3 separate regions of the Sus scrofa genome follow, and all the other regions are linked to region 2. Evidence: chromatin contacts called from public Hi-C and HiChIP or PLAC-seq data. All regions are on one chromosome and are shown on one strand. The core of a region is the stretch at or near the end of the contact, and the rest is flanking DNA. Distances in the headings are between cores, read along the strand shown. Region 1 holds the start of CIB4 (calcium and integrin-binding family member 4). Region 2 holds the start of KCNK3 (potassium two pore domain channel subfamily K member 3). Region 3 overlaps KCNK3 (potassium two pore domain channel subfamily K member 3).

Region 1 (3,401 bases), core at 761-3,260, 56 kb after region 2:
CTGCAAGACACACACACAAGTTTGTCAGACCTATAGGGCCTGGGCCTCGCCCTCGCCTTGAATGAGAATCTCTAGAGCCGGGTATGGAGCCTTTCAAAGCTCCTGACATGATTCTAATGTTGAAAAAGGCTAAATTGGAGGGCCTCAGAGGCAAGGGTTTGGACAGGGTGCCAGAGGGGTACAGAAGGCCTGAACTGGAGGATGGAGGGGTGGCTGAGATGCACTGAGTAGGGGGCAGACTGAGGCCCAGAGGGCATGAGGCAGGCCCACGGTCCCCGAAGAGTGGGAGCAGGGCAGCTGTCTCCCCGCCTCCTCCCCATCGCCCGGCACGCAGCCCCTCCCCTCGTGTGGGGAGGCGTGGAAGGGAGCCGCAGCTTGGGCTTCTCGCTTTCTGGCAGGCGGGATGTGTGAGTTTTTCAAATGGCTTTGACTGTTGAGTCCATTAGTGATTAATTCAGAGTTCCATTTAGAGCCGGCTGATCCATATTTGGAGGAGGAGAAAATTTTGTGGCAGCTGAGATGCAGCCACGATTCATCTGCGGGCAGCCCACCCACTGGGTGGCCTGGGAAGGCCTGAAGTCGGGGCAGGGCCCTCCCCACAGCCCCCCTCCCCAGAAGGCTCTCGTGGGCGGGGGTGGGGAGGTGGGGCTGAGACTCTTTCACTTGGATGGGGGGAGGCCGGCCCTTTAGAGGTGGGTAGACAGCCCGAAAAGCCTAGTTTAGGGTTCAGACCCCACACTCTACCTCTTCTGAGCTGTATGGCCTTGGGCAGCCTCCTTCAACTCTCTGAGCCTCAATTTACCCATCTATAGCAATGATCACCCCTGTACCTCTCCCGCTGGGTTGCTGGGAAGATTCAATGCGTGTATACGCTCGAATGCACCCAGCACACAGAGCCTGAGAAACAAGAAGGGGGGTGACAATGGCAGTGAGGACTCCTTTTCTTCTGCCCTCCCCCAGTCCCACCCCCATCCTGCTGTCCTCCTGAGACCTCCCTCTTGGGGGCTCCTGGGGTTTAAAAAGCTTTGGTGTCCACCGCTCTGACCTTCGCACTGACCCCAGTGTGACCTTAGGCAAGGCGCGTTGCTTCATCTCCTTGAGCCTCAGTGTCCGCATCTGTAAAATAGACAACGATCCCTTCCTTGTAGGATGGTGATGCAAGTTCCACGAAAGACAAATGTCTCTGTGAGTTGGCAGCAGGCAGTCGGCACCCCAGTGGGGAACCAGTGTGGGGGATGGTGGGAGCGGCCCAGCCTGGGCGCTGGCCATACAGGTGCATGGCCTCAGGGAATTCTTGAAAGTTAATAAAATGCGCTCGAAGTCAGTCTGCCTTTTATCACCCCACCCCAGCAATTCTAACAATTCCTGCTTCGGGCTGGGGCAGACCACTCCCAGCGCCCCCTTCAGCTGCAGGCCACTGGACCTGCCAGCTCCGATGGCTTTCCTCTCCTCCCTGCAGTCATCCTTAGCATCCCTCCCTCAGCCCATTCGTTCCTGGAGATGGTCTCTGCTCCCCCATTCCACACCCCACTTTTGGGCTTCCTGCCCACCTTGCCCGTGTAAAGTTCAGGGCCCCCTTACAAGGCTGATGGAGTCCATTCTCCCAGAATGTGGGCTGGGAGGGACATGGGGTCATGGCCGGCCCCCTCTTGACCTAGGGCAGACGTGGCTCCCACCCACTTCCTCTCGCACAGCCAGCTCCCCCTACCTGCCCATCCCTCGTAAGCAAAACCCCTTGGCGCAGGGAGGAGGCGGGCAGACAGAGACATTGATTATAGGATCGATGCGGACACCTGCTTAGTCCCACAGTCTGGAGCCAGCTCGCTGGCCTCGGGTGGCTGCGTGGTTTGCTGGCTGCAGGCAGTTGGGTTCTAATCCTGACTCGGCCACACCCACAAGCGACCTCTTTTTTCTGGGCTGAGGGTGGGCCTGTGCAGATGGCCCCGGGGTGGTGCACTGGCTTCCCCAAGGCCCTGCTGTTTTCTTCATCCGTAAATGAGGGGCTGGAGGAATGAGGACAGAAGGCCCTTCCAGGGCACTTGCAAGCTGTGTTCAGGCTACAGGGCACCTTCGTGTACCTTTCCTTGGGCCTGGCTTATCCTTAAATCCCCGGGACACACTGGAGCCTGAGGGATGTTTCTGCAAGGGCAGAATGATTTATAACTGCCTTCTCTATGTCAATCAATCCTGAGTCCCCTTCCTCCCAAGACAGCTTGCAGGCGAAGGGGGCAGCCTGCTGGTCCCCACTCCCAGCCCACCATGCCTCTCTTCTCAGCATCCATGACTCCTTCCTGAAGCTCTGCCCCCCTGGAAAATACTACAAGGAGGCCACGCTGACCATGGACCAGGTCAGCTCCCTGCCGGCCCTGAGGGTGAGTCCAGTGGAGGTGGGGGTGGAGGGGGTGGAGGTGGCATCACTGGGATTCACTGAAGCACACAAAGTGCTGGTCTGGAGTTTCCATTGTGACTCAGGGGGTCACGAACCTGACAAGTATCCATGAGGATACAAGTTCAATCCCTGGCCTCGCTCAGTGGGTTAGGGATCCAGCGTTAACGTGAGCTGTGATATAGATTGAAGATGAGACTCAGATTCCATGTGGCTGTGGCTGTGGCTGTGGCCGGCAGCTGTAGCTCTGATTTGACCCCTAGCCTGGGAACCTCCATATGTGGCAGGTTTGGCTCTAAAAACCAAAAAAAAAAAAAAGGGAAGAAAGAAAGAAAAAGAAAAGACTAGTCTCAGCAGGGTCCTCGCCTGAATGGGCGGAGTGGTCCCCTAGGCCCCTTGCACTCCGACAGGCTGCGCTGTGCCCCCGACTCCCAATCTTTTAGGGACCATCCTTGAGCCTTTGTCTCTGTTGTGAAAAAGGCCCTGCCCTTCCCCCGCCCCAGGGCTCCTGGAAAAGCCCAGAGGTGCACAATACAAGGGCTCCCCAATCACTCCTGAGAGTTTAATTAAACCTTGTGCAAAGCACAGCGAGGCGATGTCAGGTTAACAAATCATGGCGCTGTCAGGCGTTCCGAGTTTTCATTCGGATCTTGGCAGAATAATGGTTCGAAGGTGTCATTGTGCAATGGGAGTCTGTCTTCCTTTCTGTCTGGAACAAGAGGGCTCTGAGAGCTGTGGGCGCCTCTTTAAAGGCTGGGAGGGGCCTGAGAGGGGCGGGGTCGTGAAGGAGAGACCACTTGGGGGAGGGGGCCACCCCTCTGATGGGACAGACCTGTCCCAGGAGGAACATAGGGCCCGGGGCTTGCGATAGAGGCAGGAGCTGGGACAACAAGGGAACCAGGAGGGATGCGGAGGGGGGAGCGGGATGGGGGAGCTGGGAGCCGAATCCTCAAAAAGATGATGTAACTGGATGTGCCTGTACCGGAGACAAAAATGGGGAGCCTGTCCTCCTGAG
Region 2 (3,246 bases), core at 627-3,126:
CCCAGACCAAACCCAGTCTGGTCCTTCTCAGAAAAGCAGGCTTTGGGCAGATCAGAGTAGGACCATCCTGCCCTAAACTCACAGCATGAGCAGGACCCAGAGGTGCCCCTCCTTGGGCCACATCCTCTTCTGGGACCCTTTTCTTCATCTTCCACAAACCATATGGCATAGCTCCCTGTGGTCCCCAGAGAGCAGCAGAACCTCGGGACAGAGACCTGCAGTGGATAAACAGCAGGGACAGTGTCCAGTCCTGCGTTTTACCTCCCCTCCACTCCTGCGGACTCCCAGGAAAACACTGCCATCTTGCCCTGGGCTATGCCAAGTGGCAGTGAGCCCCTGGGAACTCAGCCAAGGCCAGGAGGGGGACAGGGAGAGGAGGCTGAGTGGGAAAGATGGAGGAAACAGCTCCTGGAGGCATCCCCATGGCCTTCGGATGAAGGTGGGCTGGGGGGACATCAGGACTGGGAGGAGCCCTTGAGATCACTTCATCATGGTCTGGAAGTGAGCTTGAGACCCAGGCAGGGGAAGGGACTTGCCCAAGGTCATACAGCGGGAGGCGAGGTGGAGCCGGGCTGGACTTAATCTTGGGAGTGGGTGAGGTGTTTATTCCCGTTTGGACACTTTTGACGAGCACATCAAGGGCCTCACGGGAGAGACTTTCCTGCATAACTGCTGGTGTGCTTTGTGTGTGTTCCTGTGTATGTCCTGTGTGTGCTTGTGTGTGTACCTGTGTGTGCACCTGTGCCTATGTCGTGAGAGTCTGACCATGTGTCTGTGCTATGCACCAGTCTGCCCTGGCTTGAAGAAGAGAGCCGGGGCCATCCCTGTGAGGTGCCTGTTTTCCTGGGACAGCAGTAAAGAAAGCCGACAGGGCTGGATTTGGCTTCCAGCACTAGCTCTGCTGCCCTAAGAAAATTAAAGGCCCTGGCTGGCAGAGCGGAAACTCCTGGAGCTGGACGGGGACACACACACACACACACACCCACACACACACACACCCCAAGCAGTACTCTTCGCCACAGTTACGGGGTGTTTCAGGCACCCAGAGTGGCCTGGTGTGCCTTGAAGTGCCAAGTACCTGCATCCCTGGAGCCCCAGCCGGTGTAGATCCGCCGGGGTCCGGGAGCCCCTCTGCAGCGACACTGACACGGAGGAGTCGAGCGCTCCCCCGGCACTCACCCTCGGCGCCCGGCTCCAGGGCCTGGCCCGGCCACACCCCTCCTCCTCAGCCTCCGCCAGTCGTTCCTGCCCCTCTCACACACTTCAGAGTCCCCTGGGGCCCTCTCGCAGCCTGGCAGGGACAAGTTGGGGCTGGCCCTGCCGGAGAGTCAGGTCCGGAGCCAGGATTCGACGCTTCCCCCGAGCCCTGTCCCCGCGGAGCAGACACGCCAGGCTGAACTCGGGTTTCTGGGAGCGCGGAGTTCGGCGCCTACCCCTTCTCCAGGGGGAACCTCCCCAACCCCAGCCGGCTCCCGACTCCCCTAGAACCGGGCGCCCAGCCCCCGGGTCCCCGCCCGGCGAGTAGTTACCGATGGTGGTGATGACGGTGATGGCGAAGTAGAAGGAGCCGGCGAAGCGCCACTGCACGCCGGCCTTGTGCGGCTTGAGGCGCAGCACGACGCGCTCGAGCTCCTCGTAGCCGCCCTGGCTGAGGTTGTAGCGCGCCCGCAGCTCCTGCTGCCGCAGCTCCAGCCGCTGCCGCTCGATCATCTCCGGCTCCGACTCCAGCGCGTCGAAGACCGCGGCGCCCACCAGCAGGTAGGTGAAGGTGCACACGATGAGCGCCAGCGTGCGCACGTTCTGCCGCTTCATCGTCCCGCCCGGGCCGCCGCCGGCCCCCCGGCGCCCCCGGCCCGCGCCCCGGCCCCGGCCGCCGCTGCTGCTGCCCCGGAGGCGGCCTGGGGCATGGCTGCGCTCGCCGCTCCCCCGCGCCGGGCACCCACTCCGCGCCCCGGGGCCGCCGCCGCCAACGCCGCCGCCGCTGCCGCCGCCGCCGCCGCCGCCGCCGCGGAGCTGTCCCTTCAGCACCACCCACCGCCCTCCTCCGCCCGGCCCTGCTCCCGCCCCCCGCCCCCGCCCCCCGCCCGCAGGCCGCCTCCTCCCGCCAGCCCTCCCGCCCAGCCAAATAAGGACTGGGGAGACGCGCCGAGGGAGGGAGCAGGGGGGCTGGCGGAGGGGGAAGGGGGGGGGAGCGAGCGGGAGAGCGTGGAGGGACCGGGCAGGACCGAGAGAGACAGCGAGAGAGCGGGAGCGAGAGGGAGAGGGCGAGCCCGGCGAAAGCGAAGTAGCCAGAGAGACGCAGAGAACTCTAGACGAAGAGGGAGAAAAAGAGGCAGAGGGGGGGTGTGACAGACGAGGAGAGCCAACCCGAGGTAGACTCAGAGACTCAGGAAAAAGAGGCAGGCAGAAAAACACAGGGCGAGAGCGGCTCAGAGCGCAAGATGGAAACAGAAAGAGCAGGAGACGGAGCCAGAGAGACCTGGATGGCTGGCGATAAACCGATGCCACAGAGACAGAAAGCAAACAAGAGGGAAAGAGCCCGCAGATCAATTCCTCTACCCCGCCCCCCCCATCCCTCCGCCAACATCAGGACAGGCTATGCTGGAAGGGACCTCGGGCCTTGCTGTCCCGCCTTTTGCTATGTGGATGAGGAAAGCGAGCACAGGGAGCTCTGGTGACATGCAAGGGCACGGGGTAAGGCTCCACCAAGCTTTCCCTCCTCCCAGGCTACAAGCCTCTGCCATGCTGCTGGCTGTCTTAGAAGCAGGAGGGCACAGCTGTGGACCTGGGCACATGTGGGCCGGCACCCAAGGGGAAGCCCTGCTCTTGTGAAAAGTGTCCCTTCCCAGGTCCGCACAGCTCCTGGATCTGGCTGAGGAAGCACAGACGGGTAGCCTAGGCCAGGAGCACCCAGTCCCAGGGCCTCCTCTCTGCTCCGCAGGGGCCGTCTGTCTTAACAGCTATGGCGCTCGACCTGCACCGGCTGGCGGGGCTGGGCTTGGGCTGGGCTGCCAGCGACAGCTCTGGACACCACCAGGGGGCATCCCAACAGGACTGGGATCTAGTTGAAATAGGGTTGGTGGGGGCCCAGATCCGGAGGCTTGCTGACAACCTGGAGGAGCCAGGAGACCTCCTTCGACACCTCGGTTTCTTCGTTTGTCCACATGGGGCAGTGGTGGCGAGGAGGGCAAGCTGCGGGACCTCAGGCGAGGAGGCGTCCTTATCTCCTCGGTGAGGTGCCAGGGC
Region 3 (3,058 bases), core at 232-2,731, 33 kb before region 2:
GTGTGAAGGGGGGAACCTGGGGCACAGATGCGTCTTGATGACTTCCTTAATTTCAGCCAAAGCTTAGGATGGTAGTTCGAGCCTGGGGCCCTCCAATCTCCCAGAGGCAGCAGCAGGTCCACCCATGTCAGAGAAGGAGAAAGGAGACAGTTCCCTCCCGCCATGACTTAATGCTCCAGAGTCCTCATCAGACCCAGTCTGGGGCCCGGGGGTCATCCTCTGTGCCTGGTCCCAAAGTAGGGTCTGTCCTCAAGGGGATGTGGCATTGTCTTTGTCAAAGGAAGAGCCCTGGTGGTTCTTCCAGGTGTTACTATCACCAGTCAGACAACCTCAACCCCTATCATGCCCCCCCCCCCCAGTTCCTCCGCCCTCAGTGGGCCAGGAGCCAGGCAGAGGCAAAGCCTCCCTCCAAGCCAGCCAGCCAGCCAGTCACATGGCCTAAGTCAAGAATTCTGCCTGAAGACTCCAAGGGGAAAGGACCCAAGATGGTAACTTAAAAGCCCTAGGCACAAGTTCTGGCCCTGTCGCTAGTGGCTGTGTGACCTTGGGCAAATCGCTCACCCTCTCTGAGCATGTTTCCCCAACTGTAAAATAATGTCTGCTGGTCTGGCCCTGCTTCCTTCGCTGATCTGTTAAGATATTTATCACTTTTATTAATAGGATTATTATAATAAAATAATGCTGACAGGCTCTCCATTTTTTCCTCCTTGCTAAACTTTAGCAAAACTTCATCAAATGCTTCTTCTTCCATGCAGGTGTCCCGGATTGCTCACAGCTGAAAGTGATCCCTGCTTTGAGTGGCACTGAGAATGTTCAATTTCGAAGTCCAGGGTCATTGTTACCACCGTCCCCTGCTCTGTCCCTCAGGTCCCTAAACTACGTATGGACAGCTCAGTACTCCCTTGGGGTGGAAGGCGTGGGTACTGCTGGACCTTGTCGTCTTCCCTGGTCCCCCTCCGCATAGGCAGCCACACCCATGGGGTATGCCCCAAATACGGCTCGTCTGATGAATTGATGACAGGGCAGCATACCATCTGCTTTGGCGTCTGATTTGAACTCAGATTCCTGACTCTGCCACGGACTGTGTTTTTTTAAAATCCTCCCTGAGCCTTGGTTTCCACATCTATAACATAGGGCTAATAAGTCGCGCCTGCATCACCGGGCTTTTGGGGAGAAATAAGCGAGATAACATGTGTAGTGCCTTTAGCGTACAGCCTGGGGCATAGCAAGCGCTCAGTAACAGCTCCGTGTGATTCGTGATGAATGAAGCCAGATTTCCCTCAGGTTTCCAATCGATCACCTGGGCTGGGGGACAGCTCGGTTCCGGTAAAGGTGTTGTCTCTGTCAGCCCAAGGCCACGTGACTCTTAAAGCCCAGGGAGGTCTGGGGACAGCTGCCCTGGGGCGTGTGAGGCTGTGGGCTGCCCTTAGAATGGGCTTCTCTGCCCCCTAGCTGTGGCATCTAGCTGGTGACTGTGTCCCCATTTGCCAGGGGCCTGGCTAGCTGAGCTCTGGAGCCGTCATGCCTGGCCCGTTTGCGCCCCAGCGGGGTGAGAACAGATTGTGCCCGCCAGCTCGGCCCCAGCAGCCAGACCACAACTCACCTCGACAGCTGGGCCGGCTCGGAGCCAGAGCAGCTTCTCATCCTGTCCTTCCCTGTCCCCCAGGCCGGCACAGCACGGAGCGTGGGGGAGGGCATGGCACTGAGACTGGGGCCTCACAGCGAGTGGGAGGCATGGACCAGCCCAGCTTGACCATGAGCTGGCTGTGTGACCTTGGGCTAGTCCTGTCCCCTCTCTGGGCCTCTCTTGTCTGGTCTGCACTCTCAGGGGTTGAGCTCTGACTGCGAATCCCCACCCTGCCACCATTGCCAGAGCTGGACCGTTGCCAGTCAGCAGTAGAGACTGGGCATGAAGGTGCTTTGAAACCTGTGGTGTTGAGAAATGAAACGGCGGTAATGGGACTCGCAGGGGAAGGTCATTCTGAGGGTGGGCAGTCTCGGGGGGTCAGGCAGCTGTATCCTACCATCGAGGAAAGGGACCCCCCTCTCGCCACCACTGCTCCCTCGCCCTGTATTTGTTCATAAGCTGCGACTGCTCCAAGTCCACTGTCCTTTAGGAAAAACCAGTGTCTGCCGGCCCAGAGGCCTCCCTGCCTCCTGCGGATGGCTCACAAAGTCCCCCAGCTTCAGGAAAGCCCTCACGCATCTGGATCCAGCCCGCATCCCAGCAGACACGGTGGCCGCCTTCTTCTGCCAGGGCCTGGCCCCCTGTCCTCCCTGCCCCCGCCTGCCCAGATCCTGAGTGCCCTCTTGCTCTCCCTGTCTCCAGCCACAAGCGACAGGCTCCATCCCCTGTCTGCCTCCTGTTGAATTTAGCGATTTTTTTCATAGCGAAGGGCCCATCCAGGCTTAACCAAAGGCCCCTAGGCCCGAGCCTCACGTGCTGCTACAGCCACCAACGTGTGTCCAGGGTGGCCCCAGCCTAGACGTGCCTGGCCCTTGAGCCGGATGCCCCCAGGGCCTGCTCTCGCTTCCTACCACAGGCTAAGGTCTTATCTTTCAGATACATTTTTAACTTTAATCCACAAAACTCCTACACGGTCATTATTCTGACTATCTCTGCTTTATAGCTGGAGCAGGGAAGGCTGGAGCAGCCTTGTGACTTGGCCAAGACCGCTAGGGCTTTCTGACTCATCACTCAGATGCCTCAGAGCCAGTTTACCATTCAGGAAGGGCCACCCGCGCGGGAAACTGAGGCCCGAGCATCGCACTGGGAGCCTCATCCTGGGGCACTGCCCTGAGCTGGACAGGGCGGAAGTGGCAACAGGGTACGATATCCAGGGATTCAGATGCTCTTCCAAGCCTCAGACCTGGGGCAGTGTGACCCCGCCCCTTCGCCTGTTGTCTTGTCACTGGGTGAAAGGGCGAGGGAGCCTCGAGGACCTGCTGACGTGGGTGCCCAGCATGGAGGGCTGCCAGTTGGGGTGGAGCCAGTCCCCGGGGTTGGGGGTGGGGGCCCTGGGACTTCTGGGAAGTAACTGGGAGTTTGGCAAGGCCC

Evidence for each region. Hi-C and Micro-C count contacts between places; a contact is called where the count stands out from the background. HiChIP or PLAC-seq counts read pairs in DNA pulled down with a chosen protein or histone mark.
Region 1: a contact with region 2 is called in a Hi-C map of epiblast stem cells, with 1.6 times the contacts expected there. The contact joins the promoter of CIB4 here to the promoter of KCNK3 in region 2. A contact is called at or near these places in 2 of 47 Hi-C or Micro-C datasets (epiblast stem cells and liver).
Region 3: a contact with region 2 is called in an H3K27ac HiChIP or PLAC-seq map of skeletal muscle. The contact joins the enhancer-like site here to the promoter of KCNK3 in region 2. A contact is called at or near these places in 7 of 47 Hi-C or Micro-C datasets (adipocytes, embryonic fibroblasts, fetal heart ventricle and 4 more) and 1 of 2 datasets of contacts at active chromatin or transcription factors (skeletal muscle).

Annotation. Positions count from the first base shown.
Region 1 is chr3:112,413,699-112,417,099 of Sscrofa11.1, forward strand. CIB4 (calcium and integrin-binding family member 4) reads left to right here and starts at 2,011. Exons shown (of 5, transcript XM_021087727.1): 1 at 2,011-2,372. The coding sequence starts at 2,175.
Region 2 is chr3:112,357,336-112,360,581 of Sscrofa11.1, forward strand. It overlaps KCNK3 (potassium two pore domain channel subfamily K member 3), which reads right to left and starts at 1,877. Exons shown (of 2, transcript NM_001315680.1): 1 at 1,530-1,877. The coding sequence starts at 1,812.
Region 3 is chr3:112,324,235-112,327,292 of Sscrofa11.1, forward strand. The region is part of intron 1 of KCNK3 (potassium two pore domain channel subfamily K member 3); the gene reads right to left. Among named protein-coding and RNA genes, the nearest start is that of SLC35F6, 29 kb to the left of the region's middle. Within about 2 kb of position 1,482, at least 12 of the 83 cell types and tissues checked have an H3K27ac peak or open chromatin away from gene starts, as enhancers often do. A contact at or near this core is called in skeletal muscle, where this site is marked.